Regions from separate parts of the Ovis aries genome. Here region 2 is linked to region 1. A link is a contact called in public Hi-C data. All regions are on one chromosome and are shown on one strand. The core of a region is the stretch at or near the end of the contact, and the rest is flanking DNA. Distances in the headings are between cores, read along the strand shown.

The links. A called contact is a pair of places that touch in the nucleus more often than the background predicts.
Region 2: a contact with region 1 is called in a Hi-C map of skin fibroblasts, with 2.6 times the contacts expected there. The contact joins the promoter of DSEL here to the enhancer-like site in region 1. A contact is called at or near these places in 2 of 16 Hi-C or Micro-C datasets (skin fibroblasts and tail adipose tissue).

The regions. Positions count from the first base shown.
Region 1 is chr23:9,427,077-9,430,323 of ARS-UI_Ramb_v3.0, forward strand. No RefSeq gene overlaps it. Among named protein-coding and RNA genes, the nearest start is that of DSEL, 270 kb to the right of the region's middle. Within about 2 kb of position 1,960, at least 1 of the 54 cell types and tissues checked has an H3K27ac peak or open chromatin away from gene starts, as enhancers often do.
Region 2 is chr23:9,693,464-9,696,864 of ARS-UI_Ramb_v3.0, forward strand. DSEL (dermatan sulfate epimerase like) reads left to right here and starts at 1,804. Exons shown (of 3, transcript XM_004020404.6): 1 at 1,804-2,151; 2 at 3,005-3,401.

The DNA of each region.
Region 1 (3,247 bases), core at 710-3,209:
ACAACGATTCAACTTATCCATTTATGGACAGGGTTCAGTCCTCTTCTCTGGGATTCTTACAATCCTCAGTCAGATCCACAAAATGCCACTTCCTTGTTCTACTCAGCAGAATGTAAGGTTGGTGGCGGTTGGAGATCTTTTGTTTCTGCTTTGCTGTTGCTGTTTGTGTTTGTTGTTACTGTTGTCTGCTTTTGTTGTACCCTAAGAACCCAGCTGCTATTTCCCAGCTCCTATTAGGAGATGATAAATATTGTCTTCCAGTTCAAAGGAAAGCTTTGGTTTTTCGAGCCACGCTACCACTGTTTTGAGTGACAGAATTTCTATTCATTCATTCCATATCTTGTTCTACCAGGTTCATGTCAATATTTGCCTATAAACACTTTAATTAATTAAGTGCTCTTTACAAGGATACTGAAGTCAGTCCAAAAGCACAGCAGATGCTTCTATGTCTCTAGGAGATTCTGAAGGAATAGTAAAACGACAACCATCAGGGAAGGAAAAAATAAGAAAAGCAGCTTTAGTGCTAAATTTTGTTTTGTTAAAAAGTGACTATTCATATCCAGCCTATCTAGAGGTTAAGAAACTATATTAATCCTGATAAATAAGTGTTTAAAATGGGTGTAAATAATAAATAGTCAGTAAATTAAGGGAAAATATCACTTGTTTCAGAGTTTCTTACCTATTTAAACATTTTAATAACACAGAGCTCACACACACATGTGCTCACACACACATTTTATTTTGGTAAATGTGACTTCTGATTATCCTTCTTTCACTGGCTAGCTATGTGATTTTTGGCACACTGCTAGATCTATGGACTTATCAATCCTCTTCTTTCTAAAATAGGATTAAATATCCCTATTTTTCCAGATTGTTGGGAGGAATACATACGACACACTTAGGTAATGTTACTGTTCCCCAGTAAACATTTTCAAGGAAAACTGGCCCACATTCTGGGTCATTACCTGTCGATTCAGTAACTCGAGTCAATATTTTATATCTGAAGCTACTTTGTGTTATCCTCCTGACATACTCCCTACAAATTATCCATTGAATTGATTGGTGCACATTTGTTAGTGCTTTTGTTGTTAACTAAAGTGTTTTTTAATCATTCTGGAGGTAACAGTTTCTGTGTTTCTTCTGTAAAGGGTTTCTCTACACTTTCACTCACAGGCATCATTAGCTCCATCAAAGTGCATCACATAGATAAATTCAGATTTACCGACTCTTAATTTCACTGGAACCCATGTCCTGAGCCTTCTCTTCAAATATAGATTTCAGTTGATAAACAAGTTTATGCCCTAGGCACCTGATGATATAGCTCTCAACTTTTCAGGGGATATCAAACTAATTTTATTTTTTTCTTTCACATCAACTATGTCTTGTCCTTTGTTTTTGTGATCACTTCCCATTTTTCCATGTGTCACAGAGACTTAACTAAAGCCTCTGTTTCAACCAAGGGGTAAAACTTGTGTTAACTGTCACCAATATGGTCCTTGCCAATGCTTCCTTCCTGGTCCCTTCCCAGCCATAGGAGTAGGTTTAGATTATTAGATTATTAAATGTTTAGATCATGACCTCCTCCACCAGGTAGGAAAGAAGCTGTAACTGTTATCATCCATAGACAGTTGAGGAATGAAAATAACTGCTTCAGATTGTAAGAAGAATTTGGGCAGTTATTTTTAAAGGTATCGCAATTGTATAATATTAAACACCAGTCCCTTCTCTGGAACTTATTAATGCAACCAGGTCCCTGAACAACTATAAAATCAGTCAGAGAAAATGAAATATTTGTAAAAGTAGAGAAATTTATGTAAGTTCCACAATAACCCTACCCTTTCTTCCCTACTTCCCCCACAATATTTCAATAGTAGATGCAACCACAACATTCCTTTGCCTCTATGCTTACTGTTTCGACATGCATCCCTGCAGTCATCAGTCATTCCTTTAGACACTTACTCTCAATTTTGTAAGTACATATTTTAGTAACTCTTCCCAACTTTCAAACAATCCACTACTTGGTATACAGTAAGATATGCAATTCCTTATATAAGATGTTTTTTAGCCAACGTTATCCTGCACCTGCAGGAAAATAGATTTCTTAGCTGATGATAGTTAAACAGGAATTCCAAAATAAAATATTTTCTGAATTAATCATGTAGTAGGTTTAGAGACATCTGCTTCTGTCTCTGGGGATGCAAATTAGGTCCAGAATGAGTCTTGATTCCAGTGAAAACTCATGGGTATGCACTCAGAGCTGTGGGTAACGGACCTATGTAATCCACTTGACCACACTATGGATGAGTCCCAATTTTTATGGGATGTCTCATGATGGATTTTAGTGTCTGACATTCCTGTCGAGAAGCATACCAATTTTAGTCAATTTTCTAGCTTTTGAGGGACACAGTAGGAAATGATCTTTTTCTGTCCGTGTATGTTGCTTCCCTTTTTCTGTTAGTGCTCATTTTACGTCCTCAGAATGCTGATTTCAAAGAGCTGATGAGGACACTACTTGTTGCAACCAGACCTTTCCATATTCAGAAGGAGAATTTCCTCCCCATATGCCCAACTTAAATTTTCCTCTATGTTCATAACAACTTCCACACCATAGCATTTTCTACAAACATGTCCTTTAACCTTTAACCATTCAGAGTTCATTTTTCAGACCACATGACCAATCCAATGCCTACTGAAAAATAATCGTTACAGGTCAATGCTTTAGTATTTCTGTGTGCGCACGCACCTATGCATGCAGGCTCAGTCACGTCTCTTTGCGACCCCATGGACTGTAGCCCACTAGGATCCTCTGTCCATGGAATTCTCCAGGTGAAAATACTCGTGTGGGTTGCCATTTCCTCCTCCGTGTGTGCTTCCTGACCCAGGGATCCAAACTTTGTCTCTTGCATCTGCTGCGTTGACAGGTGGACTGTTTACCACTGCATATTTTATGTCCTCAGATATTTCAAGAACACTGTTATTAATTCTACCCATCAAGGAAATTTATCTTTTCTTTTTCTAATTGAAAAGGTGAGGTGAGGATCACTGACATTTCTAATAACACCATCTACACAATGTCATTGTGAGAAACCAAAGAGGTCAACTGAGCATGGAGCTCCAGTATGAGCTGCTGCTGTTCAGAGCTTGTACTACTGTCAGAGTTCCTGCAACAAAATGCCAGAGTGGATGGCTTAAAATGACATAAATGCATCGTCACATAGTTTTGGAGGCTAGAATTCTGAAACCCTCA
Region 2 (3,401 bases), core at 554-3,053, 270 kb after region 1:
CATAAAACAAATGGTCTGAGGCTGAATATATTTACAGATAAAAACTATAGCGTGGTTAGGGAAAAACCTAGGGTGTATTTACAGAAGAATTTAAGCATCTGAGCTGGGACAAGTATAATGAGAGAACTTCAACAGTCAGAAAAACTTTCAACCAGTAAATTGGAGTGTCGGGGGCAGAGAATACTGTGCAGGAAGGAGCTGGATAAGCACAGTTACAGAAGCAGCAGGCAGAAAGCAAGATTGGCCATTTGGACAGAGGTAGGAGATCCAACCAGTCCATTCTGAAGGAGATCAGCCCTGGGATTTCTTTGGAGGGAATGATGCTGAAGCTGAAACTCCAGTAATTTGGCCACCTCATGCAAAAAGCTGACTCATTGGAAAAGACTCTGATGCTGGGAGGGGTTGGGGGCAGGAGGAGAAGGGGACGACACAGGATGAGATGGCTGGATGGCATCACTGACTCGATGGATGTGAGTGTGAGTGAACTCCGGGAGTTGGTGATGGACAGGGAGGCCTGGGGTGCTGTGATTCATGGGGTGGCAAAGAGTCGGACATGACTGAGTGACTGAACTGAACTGAACTGAGGGTTCCCAAGGGGATCAAATAGAAGATTGACTGTGAGGAAGAGGCCATATTTCACACCCAGGGTAAATTATTTTGAAATGTATTCTGCCAGCAACGGTCTACTCTGGTTTTACCAGGAAGTGATCAGAGCAATTATTTTTTAATAGACATATGTGTCCCTTTCTACCAAAATGGAATGGAGTAGGAGGAAACTGAAGGCATCACCAATCCCCAACGGGGTTGAGTTTGTTTATCTGTGACAACTGGTATTTCACTATATTAGACGGCAGGCTCAGGTTGACTCTTGGCCAAGCATAATCTCAGATGTTAGTGAGAGGTTCCATATGTCCAGTACCACAGGAATTACAGCTGCTCGACGATTTCCAAAGTCTGGAATTGCACACACGTGTCACAGTAACTGAGCCACACAGTCTTTCCTGCCTGCGGGTCTTTACTGAACTGCAGCTTCCATTTCTCGAATAAGAAAGAGGTTCCTTCCACCTGTTTGTCACATACCTTTCCATATTTACACTGCCAGAGAAATTATTGCAATCAATAAGGCTGATTAGTCTTTTTTGTCTTCCCCTGATCTTTAGCATCTGTGCTCCTAAAGTCAGTCTTGTATTAACACGGTATATTGATTTTGCATTTCTAAATGACAGCCCGGTTGCCGAACATTCCTCTCTTCAGCCCTTGCTCTTCCTGAAGGCTGATCCCAGACTCCCACGGCGTCACCCCGCCCATCCCCACGTTCCCCATCATTCGTAATCCGGCCTAGAACCTCCTCTATCTTTCTCTCACTCCTAGCCCTGTGAGGTCGGCCCTCTCCCCACAACCAAAGGGGTAACAGCAGCGGGACTCGACCGGCAGGGAGAGGTCCTCGGACCCTAGCACTCCCAAGTCCCTCCCTCCCTCTTCCTCCGGCTCCGCCGCTCCGGGAGCGCGCGCCGCCGCGGAAGCTGGGAACACGCGCACTCGGAAGGCCCTAGGGTTCAGATGCCGGGAGCGGTCGGCCCCGCCCTCGGCCCCGCCCTTATCTCCTTCCAGCCCCGCCCCCGATCCGTCTCCGGCGTAGCCTGTGCTCACGCTTCCCCGCCCGAGGCTCCGCCCCGCCCACCGCCGGCCTCGCCCTCCCAGGATTCGAGGCCCCGCCCATGCCCCGCCCCCGGCCGTTCCCGCCCCGCCCCCGGCCCGCGTCGCCGTCTCTCGCCCTCCCCGGGCCGCGCGGCCGGAGCTGGCACTGAGCACCGGCGGCCGCTGCAGCCTCGCGTTCTGGGCACGACAGCGCCCCGCCGGACACGGCGTCCCCGAGAGCGCCCGGCGCGCGCGGATCTGCCTTCCGCGGCCCCGGGCTGCCCGGGGGCGTCCGGCGCTCCCCGAGGGCGGGCGTGTCCCCGCGGCGCCGGGCGGGGCACGGGCGCGGGGCCTCAGCCTGTTGGAGCGCCGGGGGCGCCGGACTCGGGGGCTTCGGGAGCCCTGCAGGGGCCGGGCCGCCCGAGTCCCACGCAGAGCAGTGTTTTCCAACTCTCCGCCTGTGTCTAATCGGGCCCACCACCACCCGGAGACACCCCGTCCAGATCTGCCGAGGTAAGCGGACTTGGCTATTGAGGGGTCTCTTGTCCTCAGACCACTGCCAGGGGTCGGGGATGGGGAGCGGAGGATGGAGCTGGCATGTTCGTAGGAAACGAATCACAAAATGCAACAGGCGGAGCGGAGCAGGAAACTCCTAGCGTTCATGTTTCCCACAGAGAGGAGACTTGTCCAAGACTGAAACTTGGTGAGGTTCTTCGGAACCCAGACGGGCAGCCGCGAAGCTGCTCCTTGAGTCCGGGTTTGGGTCTGAGCTCCCTCTGGTGGCTTCTTGTAAGGATGGAAAACCAGGCTTTTCGGGAGGGAGACTGGAGCAGAACCGGCGTTCTTCGCTCCCACATATTGTCACGATTTCTCCTTAGACAAAAGTGACTGCGCTTAGTATTATAGTTCCTCTGGCAAAGACACCTTGAGCCCTTGAAAGCTAAACACTCATCGAGAATCATAAAATGTCCTTTCAACTTTGGGTTTTTTGTCTCTGAGTCTTCCGTGATCAAAACAAGAATGACAGCGGTACTCAATCTTCTCTTGACTGTATTTGAGTAAAAACATTTTAAATTACGAAAGCAAGCCACCGTTAAAATAAATACTCTTGGCAAAGTTACATCTTGTAGCCGCTTGTCTTCTACCACCATTGTTATCCTAATATGTGCCTTGAAAAGTATGAGAAAAGGAATCATTTCGTGTAATTTCAATTGTGTTAAAAAACAGATCTTATTGTCATTCCAAAATTTCTATCAGGAGATGGTAGAACGTTTAAATCTTCCATTTATGTCCCAGCATACCTGTAGCCTCAGAGAATTTGTTTTGTTTTGTCCCCCAGAACAAAATTTCTGTTTTGTTTTTCCAGTGTCATGAAAAAGGAACGGAAAAGAGACGTCACTGTTGGTGAAAGGGGAGTTTTCTTTCCCAGTTGGTGGTTACTTCATGATTGGAAAAGAAGTACCTAGGTGGTTGCAAAGATTAGATTTTCATAGTTGTACAGATGAAGCTGATAAAAGAAGATGAGAATGTGCTTTCTCAGATGGGTCATAATAGGCTGATGAGTAAGTAAGCCTGGACAAGACAGATTGGAAATGAGGGCAGGAGTCCGGAGTGTTTTAAAACCAAGTAGGACTTTGAACACTTGCTGAGGATGTTTTTCTCCCAAAAATGGAGGAAGAAAAAAAAATTCTCACAGCCAGAAGTGTAAAAAGCTGAGTGGAGTAACAACCCAGTCTGCTCCAAGGATTTCAGTACTTCATCAA